Regions from separate parts of the Mus musculus genome. Here region 1 is linked to region 2. The links are chromatin contacts, called in public HiChIP or PLAC-seq maps. All regions are on one chromosome and are shown on one strand. Each heading gives the region's core, a stretch centred on a gene start, on an enhancer-like site or on the middle of the called end of the contact. The rest is flanking DNA. Distances are from core to core; before and after follow the strand shown.

Region 1 (3,838 bases), core at 926-3,425, 470 kb after region 2:
GCTCCTCTGAGCTCACTTCCCTCACATGCATTCTCTGGGGCTCAGTGGATGGAGTGTTCTCCTGGATTCCTTCCCTAGCACTGAATAAAGTAGGCACGGGGCTATGTAGATGTAACTCCACCACTTGGAAGGTAGAGGTAGGAAGTTTAGGCCATCCTTGGCTCAAAACAAGTGACACCATGCTCAGCTGACTGATGACAGAATCAGTGTCGTGACATTTGGCTGCTTTGCCTGCTTCCTGGAGAGGAATTAAAAGGGACCACCATGATAGCCAAGGTGGCCTGCGTCCCTCCCATGTCCTCTCTGTGACCATCATTCTAAGAAGAGGAGCCTGATGCTGTACCATCCACAGCCCAGGGCTGGCAGCCCCTTGTTTCCCTGGAAGTGTGAATCACAGGCAAGTCCTTGACAACTGAGATTGCTAAAGAAGCCAGCTCAGTTCCTGGAGATGACGGCGTTTATTAGAAAGCCCTCAAGCTTTTCTTTTTTTTTTTTTCCATTTTTTATTAGGTATTTAGCTCATTTACATTTCCAATGCTATACCAAAAGTCCCCCATACCCACCCACCCCCAATCCCCTACCCACCCACTCCCCCTTTTTGGCCCTGGCGTTCCCCTGTACTGGGGCATATAAAGTTTGCTTGTCCAATGGGCCTCTCTTTCCAGTGATGGCCGACTAGGCCATCTTTTGATACATATGCAGCTAGAGTCAAGAGCTCCGGGGTACTGGTTAGTTCATAATGTTGTTCCACCTATAGGGTTGCAGATCCCTTTAGCTCCTTGGGTACTTTCTCTAGCTCCTCCATTGGGAGCCCTGTGATCCATCCATTAGCTGACTGTGAGCATCCACTTCTGTGTTTGCTAGGCCCCGGCATAGTCTCACAAGAGACAGCTACATCTGGGTCCTTTCGATAAAATCTTGCTAGTGTATGCAATGGTGTCAGCGTTTGGATGCTGACCTCAAGCTTTTCATAGACGAGGAATCCTGTGTCCTGCCAGCAGCATGCATACAGCCCCAGGGTCTCCTGGTCACTGCACAGGCTTAGTGGGAGGACAGTGATGATGAGTCAGAGGCTGGGGACTGGGGAACAGGATCACATGCATGCTGCACCCACATCTCAGGGAGCTGTGTAAATGCTTGTGTGGGGGTGTTTTTCTTGAATTTTTTTTTGAGACAGGGTTTCTCTGTGTAGCCCTAGCTGTCCTGGAACTCACTCTGTAAACCAGACTGACCTTAAATTTAGTGATCCATCTGCCTTGCTCTGCCTCCCAAGTGCTGGGATTAAAGGCCTGTGTCACCACCTGGCTCTCGGGTGATTTTGAGTGCTTCAGCTGGAACCACTGAGTGACTTGCTCTGTTTCTTTTTAAAAATTGATCTCAGAAATGGTCTCACTAGGTAGTCCAGGCTGAGCTTGAACTCCTAATCCTTCTGCCTCAGCCTCCAAGTGCTGAGATTGCAGGCTTCTGCAGCCGCACTTGGTTTTAGTTTAGTCTTTCCTCCGAGGCTGTAGCTCAAATGGAGGATCTGAGGATGTAGACAAGCTGGTAGGGTGTTTGCCATGCCCAGCACTGCATAAACCCAGCACAGAGGCATCCAACTGAATCCCATCACTTGGGAAGTGGAGGCAGGAGGCTTAGGAGTTCAAGGGTATCCTCAGCTACATAGTAAGTCTGGGGCCAGTCTGGGTCACATGAGAACCTGTCTCAAAGCTCAAATGGAGGGCAACCAAAGGGACTGAGGGTCTATGCATGAAACAGTTACATCCCACGCCCACACCGAAAGTGAGATTTTTTCCAGGAACCACACAGTGGTCTATGTACATGGAGAATCACAGGTAGGTGCATTTGTCTCCAAGGAGGCCAGAGGGTAAATGCTGAGCCTTCCCCAACCACAAAGTCTCCATATCAGCTGCTGCTCCATCCTTGTAACCCACAAGCAGCCCTAGGCAATGTGTCAACACAACATGGTTGTGTTCAAGTAAAATATTACTGACTGAGAGCTGGCATGGTGGTGCACCCTTCTAAAACCAGCACTTGGGGGGTGGTGGTGGGTGGAGAGAAAAGAGCAAACAAGACCGTTATTAAGAGAGAAACTTGCCGGGCCAGATGTGGACAGCTGTCTGTGTGTAGATTACTGGCCCTGGACTAGCCGTTTGCTGTTTGCTGAGTGACTCACTGCCCTGCTTCCCAGCAGGCTGCAGTTTCTGTAGCCATCATGCAGAGGAGGAAGGAGCCTGGCAGAAGTAATAAGGTGCTGAGCAGAGCCACATGGCCAGGCTGTCCTGGGGACTGTGCTTCCCTGGCCAGCAGTGTCATGCCATTGCAGGTGTGGAGAGCAGCCTTCGAGTGACCCACTGCCGCCTGATCCTGCGGAGCCTCCCAGAACACAACTATGCCGTACTCCGCTACCTCATGGGCTTCCTGCATGAAGTAAGTGTGACTAGCTGTCTCCCAGGAGAAGGAAGACCAGCCCTAAGACTGGATCTGGGGGGGCTCTTGACAGCAGTCCCTGCACAGACGGGTCCTGCTTGCCTCAGGTCCAAAGTTATAGCCAAGTCTACTCTCTTTAACCTCCAAAGGACTTCCCCTCAAGGGCCAGCCTGGCGCCTCTGAGAAGCCTGGCAGTCTGATGCGATGCCCAGGGATGGGAAAGAGGAAGGCCAGAGGAGACAGTCTGTCGTATGATGTCACATTCTTGGCTTTCTATGTGTGGTGTGTATGAGTATATATGTTCATGCGTGTGTGCGTGGATGAACGTGTGTGATTGTCCCTGTGGGGGTCAAAGGTCAATGTCAGAGTCATCCTCACTCCCTCTTGGTTTTTAGTGACAAAGACTCTTAAAGACCCAGAGCTCATTTATTCAGTCAGCCATTATCAGCTGGCCAGTGAGCAGTGAGCTCCTGGGATCTGCCTGTCTTTATGCTCCCGTACCCCAGTGCTCCAATTATAGGCATGTACCACCACACTCATTTTTTTTGTGGGGGCCGGGAATTGAACTCAGGTTCTGTGACACGTGCTTTAGCTCCTGAGCCACCTCCCCCACTGCCCTCTACTGTACCCCCACATTCATAAGCAGTTCTGTCTCTCACTGTTAGTTTTCACGCAAGCAAGGATGTGCTCGGGCTGGCTTACTGGAGAAGCGGTTCTTAAGCTCCTCCTCAGACGCTGCTGTGAGCTGGGCTTGCCCTATACAAGGACTCAGCAGCAGGTCTTCTTTAACCTCAGGGCCCAGTTTCCTTATCTAGAAAGTGGGGAGTACTGAATCCTACTTATGCAGGTGGCTGTGATGGCCCGGAGGATGGAAGCCCCCAGCACAGAAGGCACTTTTCTCGCACTACTGGACCCGGGAGCCTGAGCTCACTTCCCCAGCCATATCACAGAAGCCAGAGGGTGTCTGGTTTAGATCTTCAGTGCTGGGTCCCCCACCTCAACCCAGTCTGCCAAAGTGGAAGAGATGCTGATGGGGTACCCAGGATATCCTAGATGGTGGAATCAGAGGGTCCCCACAGTATCAAGGCCAGAACCTTTTACAGATGGGAAAACTGAGAAGCCGAGACCCCCAAGTGGAGACATGGCCACATAGGATTTTGATACTGGCTGAGGTCTCTATTCAAGAATTCTTTTATTTACTTGTCTGTTTATTATTTACGTTCTGTAGCATGTGCACACACGCATAAACGTTTATGCGTGTGTGCATATGCTACAGAACGTAGACATGGAGGTCAGAATACAGTTTGCAGGGGCAGGTCCTCTTAGGCCATGGATTGGTGGGTCCCTCAGATTGCTAAACTCTGCAGAAGTTTACCATTACCCACTGAGCATTCTCAATGATTCCATT
Region 2 (3,926 bases), core at 993-3,492:
ATCCATGGGAAGAACCTAGTGGCCATTCTGCATCTCCTCGTCTCCCTGGCCATGCACTTCAGGGCCCCCATTCACCTTCCTGAGCATGTCACCGTGCAGGTGGTGGTCGTTCGGGTGAGTACGCAGGGCCATTGTCTCTCTGTCCATCTCTGCTGGCGAGGCAAGCCGACGTTTTCTTCTTGTAGTTTTCCAGCCTTTTTTTTTTCCCGCCCCCCTGCATCCCAAGAGCCTACCTTTTATTTTTCCCTCTTGATAAAATGCATATCTCACCCTGGTGCTTCAAGAAATGATTGGAGCAGGGACAATGGCGTTGATTTTGAGAGCGGCACACGGGCGTTGAGGTTTAATTTCCCAGATTTCTGGAGAGAGCGTTCATTTCTTCCCAAAGCCACCGAGTCGGAATTCAATCCCCTTGAACGTGCTTATTACTCACTGGAGGAGGCTGTGACCGGCAGAATGAAATAGACGCCCAAATTAAAGGCTCTCCACATTTGCTCCGTATTATAAGCCATCATCCTCCATTATTTCTTTTTTTAGGTTCATTTCTCTTGATTTACTCAGAGAAGGGAGCCAGGACCTGGGGTCCTGCTAACGGGGGAGTGGGGGACAGGCATGGATCTGCTGTGAGGACTGTCTTGTGTTTTAGTGTTCAAGCACACAGGTGCTGGCCGGGTTTGGTTCCTGTGCACAATTTTACCAGGAACCACGTATTAAGCACCTACTGGGTGCCAGACATTTGCCTGAACTGCTGGGGACCCTGGGTGAGGATAACCAGTTTTGGCCTGGAAGAGACACCTTATCTGCCAAAGGGCTGAGGTCACACTTGGGACCTGTATGTCGGTGTTTATGTGTCTGGAGACATTCAGCTACACTCTGTTCTCTGGATTTTTAACTTATCTGTTTTGTGGTCTGTGGTCCACTGGGACCTGGCTGAGCCTGTGTTTTCTGAAGCCATTCCGACCTCTCTACTGCCCTGGGAGCTTAGTGGTACCCTGCCGGGAAAGCCCCGTGTCTGACATTAAGCGGAAGGTCACCTGCCATTTCTCCCTGCTTCCTTCCCCATCAGGATATTTGTGGTCAGCGAGAGTGACGCAAACTCAGGGGGACCATTCCTGCGGCCCTAGACTTGGCTGCTGGCTCCTAGGCAGCGGGCCGGGAAAGTCTTCCCAAGGACACATGGGAAAACGGTTCCTAAACCTACCTACGTCAGTCCAGGCCTCAAGAGTACTGAGCGGGCTCACCATCTGGGTATTTTCTTTCAGTCTTGCACACTGGTCCAAGACAAGCTGGGGGTTTTTTGGAAAATCTGACTGCCCTTGCAAGCCCCCTCCAGCTTGCTGCGCCTTGACTGGGATTCCGGGGTTGTCTGCATTGAGTCCAAAGGAAAAGAAACTGGGCAAGGAGATTCAACTGGATGGCAGCCTCTCAGCCTCCCAGTGTCTACTGCCTCTCCTGAGGTCCTCCAGACTGTCTGTGTGCTCGCTCGCTCGTTCGCTCGCTCGGGTGGCCCACCAACTTATTTGAAATGAGGCCATGCGAGGCTGGAAGGCATGAGATCCAAGCCTTGCTTACCCCCCCACCCCCACCCCAAGCCTTGCTTAGCCCCCCCCCGCCCCCCCCCCCAGCAATGGAAGGATTTCTCATGGCTGCGGTGATCGGCCTACAGACTCGGAGTGATGTTGCTAACCTTTCAATTATCCGGTTCCCAGTTTACCAAAGCCCGGCAACCAACAGGCACCTCATTCATGCCTATGCAAATAAGCGAACCCAATACCCAGAGTCTTCCTTGGCAGGCTCTGTTGAGTGCCAGTCAGAATGAGACTGGGATGAGCCATATGACGTCCCCAGTTGCATTTACTTGTTCACCAGGACCAGTCTACAAGATCCCTAGAGCCAGCTCAGGGAAGGGTGAGAGGGCTGCCTGGATAGGACTCAGGTTCCTGTCCCTCAGGAGCTTCAAGCAGGGACCTGCGGTTATGGCTACTTTGGCTGGCCTCTGGGAACTTCCAGTGTATGCGGGCTGCTATCTGCCATCATCTCTGCTGTCCTACCACTGCCCCGTGTGCCTGCCAGAGTTGCCGGGATGAAGGACCACTACTAACTGGAGCTTCCAATGGCGGGTGGATTTCTCCTCCCAGCACTTCCGGACTTTAGGAAAGCAGCTCTCTTTACCCTGTTCTGTTTCTGCCAAGGCTGGCTGTGTTCAGTGTCCATGTTCGTGCACTGCCACGGCCCTCTCTGTTTCTACTTTTTCCTTTTGGGGTATCCCACTCACCCCAGCTGCAGAGCTCACCACTATGTGGCCATTCTTAACTAGTATTGGAAGCCGAGAAGGAAAAGCAGGTTCCAACATCCTGGGTAGACATGTTTGGGGGATCCCGTTTGAGCAAGTGCCCACATGTTCTTTCTCTGGAGTCCTGTCCCCCCACCCCCACCCCACATGACTCATGAACTACCCATCTCTCCTGCCTCAACCGCAGAATATGGTCTCTAGTTGGTGTTTCTTGCCTGGAATGTTTCTCCCAAGCTTTGCTTAGTGACCATATCCCAGGGTACCACGGAGAACAATGTGAGGGTAGTCCCTCGTGTCGTCTGGAGTATACCCGTCCAGGCGTGAAGTGTGCACTGGGGCACATGGTTCTCCCTTTCTAGGCTGGCGTCCTGCCCAGGGTCACCATGAAGGGATTTCCCATGAGATCAGTGTTTGTCCTCTGTGTTGCCCCTGCTCCGTGGTCTGTCTGTCTTGATGATTTGTTTGCTTTGGGGTTTTCAGAAGCGAGAAGGCTTGCTGCACTCCAGCCACATCTCAGAGGAGCTGACCACGACCACAGAGTAAGTGGATGGCAGCCGCTCCTCAGGGTTCTGTACCTCAGGGACCCATGCCTCATGCAAGGCCTCAGGCCCAAGGCCCTGGCTTCAGCCCGGGACACTAGCCTGGGGGAGCCTGTGTTCATTCCTCCATACTCTTTAGTCTTAGTGTGTGCTTTTTTTGTGGAGTGACTTGCCTGCCTTCTTTCTCCACACAGTCCCTCTTGGGCTTCCCATGTCCGTCTCTCACCTCAAAGAGAGTCTCTCATTCCTTATTTTAGGAGGTGAACTGAAGGGATGGGTTAGTCAGTGAAGTGCTCACTGTGTGAGCATGAGGGACCCGATACTCAGCACCTATGTTAAACACGCGCGCGCGCACACACACACACACACACACACTCACACACACACAATTCAGGGACAGGGTTATGTATCTATAACTCCATCATGGGGGTGGCAGAGACGGGTGGATCTCTGAAGCCCATTGGTTAGTCTTTCTACCCAAATCAGTGTGTCTCAGGTTCAGTGAGAGACCCTGCCTCAAAAATACAACTCACACACACACACACATACAACACACACATACAACACGCACACACACACACACACACACACCATATACATTATACACAATTAAAAAAAAATTAAAGGAATGTCAGGGTGCCAGGTGTGTTAGCTCAGGATAGCCACCGAGACTCACGCTCACACTGGCCAGTCAAGTCCTGCTTGTTTTCTAGTTTTCCTCTCCCCTTGTCTATCAACAGTTGCTCTCTTAGAGGGAGCTACCATGTGATCAGTCAGAACTGTCCTAAGGTGGACACTGTTGAGTCCTCTGGTCTCTTTGAGCAAGCCATACTTTTCAAAAGCCTAGAGAAACTTGATCCTAATAGCCAACCAGATAGTGTACCATGTGTGAGGGCCCACGGTACCCCAGGATGGACCGGAGGAACTCGACACCTCTGATCCTTCTGAAGAAACCGGTTTCAGTGTTTAAAACATGGACGGTGTCAGCTAGCTCACCAATTCTGTTCACAGAGACGCTAAGACTGACTGTGTATTCAGTATGGCCTTTCCACAGCTGACTGGAACAGAATCCATCAGGCATGGAGAGTGGGCTG

Evidence for each region. HiChIP or PLAC-seq counts read pairs in DNA pulled down with a chosen protein or histone mark.
Region 1: an HNF4G HiChIP or PLAC-seq map of pancreatic cancer cells shows a contact between it and region 2. The contact joins two enhancer-like sites. A contact is called at or near these places in 1 of 115 datasets of contacts at active chromatin or transcription factors (pancreatic cancer cells) and 1 of 9 other capture datasets (pancreatic islet).

The regions. Positions count from the first base shown.
Region 1 is chr15:84,767,671-84,771,508 of GRCm38.p6, forward strand. Arhgap8 (Rho GTPase activating protein 8) reads left to right here. Exons shown (of 12, transcript NM_001164628.1): 11 at 2,327-2,430. Among named protein-coding and RNA genes, the nearest start is that of Gm52202, 21 kb to the right of the region's middle. Within about 2 kb of position 2,176, at least 25 of the 459 cell types and tissues checked have an H3K27ac peak or open chromatin away from gene starts, as enhancers often do. A contact at or near this core is called in pancreatic cancer cells, where this site is marked.
Region 2 is chr15:84,292,784-84,296,709 of GRCm38.p6, forward strand. Parvb (parvin, beta) reads left to right here. Exons shown (of 13, transcript NM_133167.3): 6 at 1-114; 7 at 2,774-2,832. Among named protein-coding and RNA genes, the nearest start is that of Gm22890, 29 kb to the right of the region's middle. Within about 2 kb of position 2,243, at least 15 of the 459 cell types and tissues checked have an H3K27ac peak or open chromatin away from gene starts, as enhancers often do. A contact at or near this core is called in pancreatic cancer cells, where this site is marked.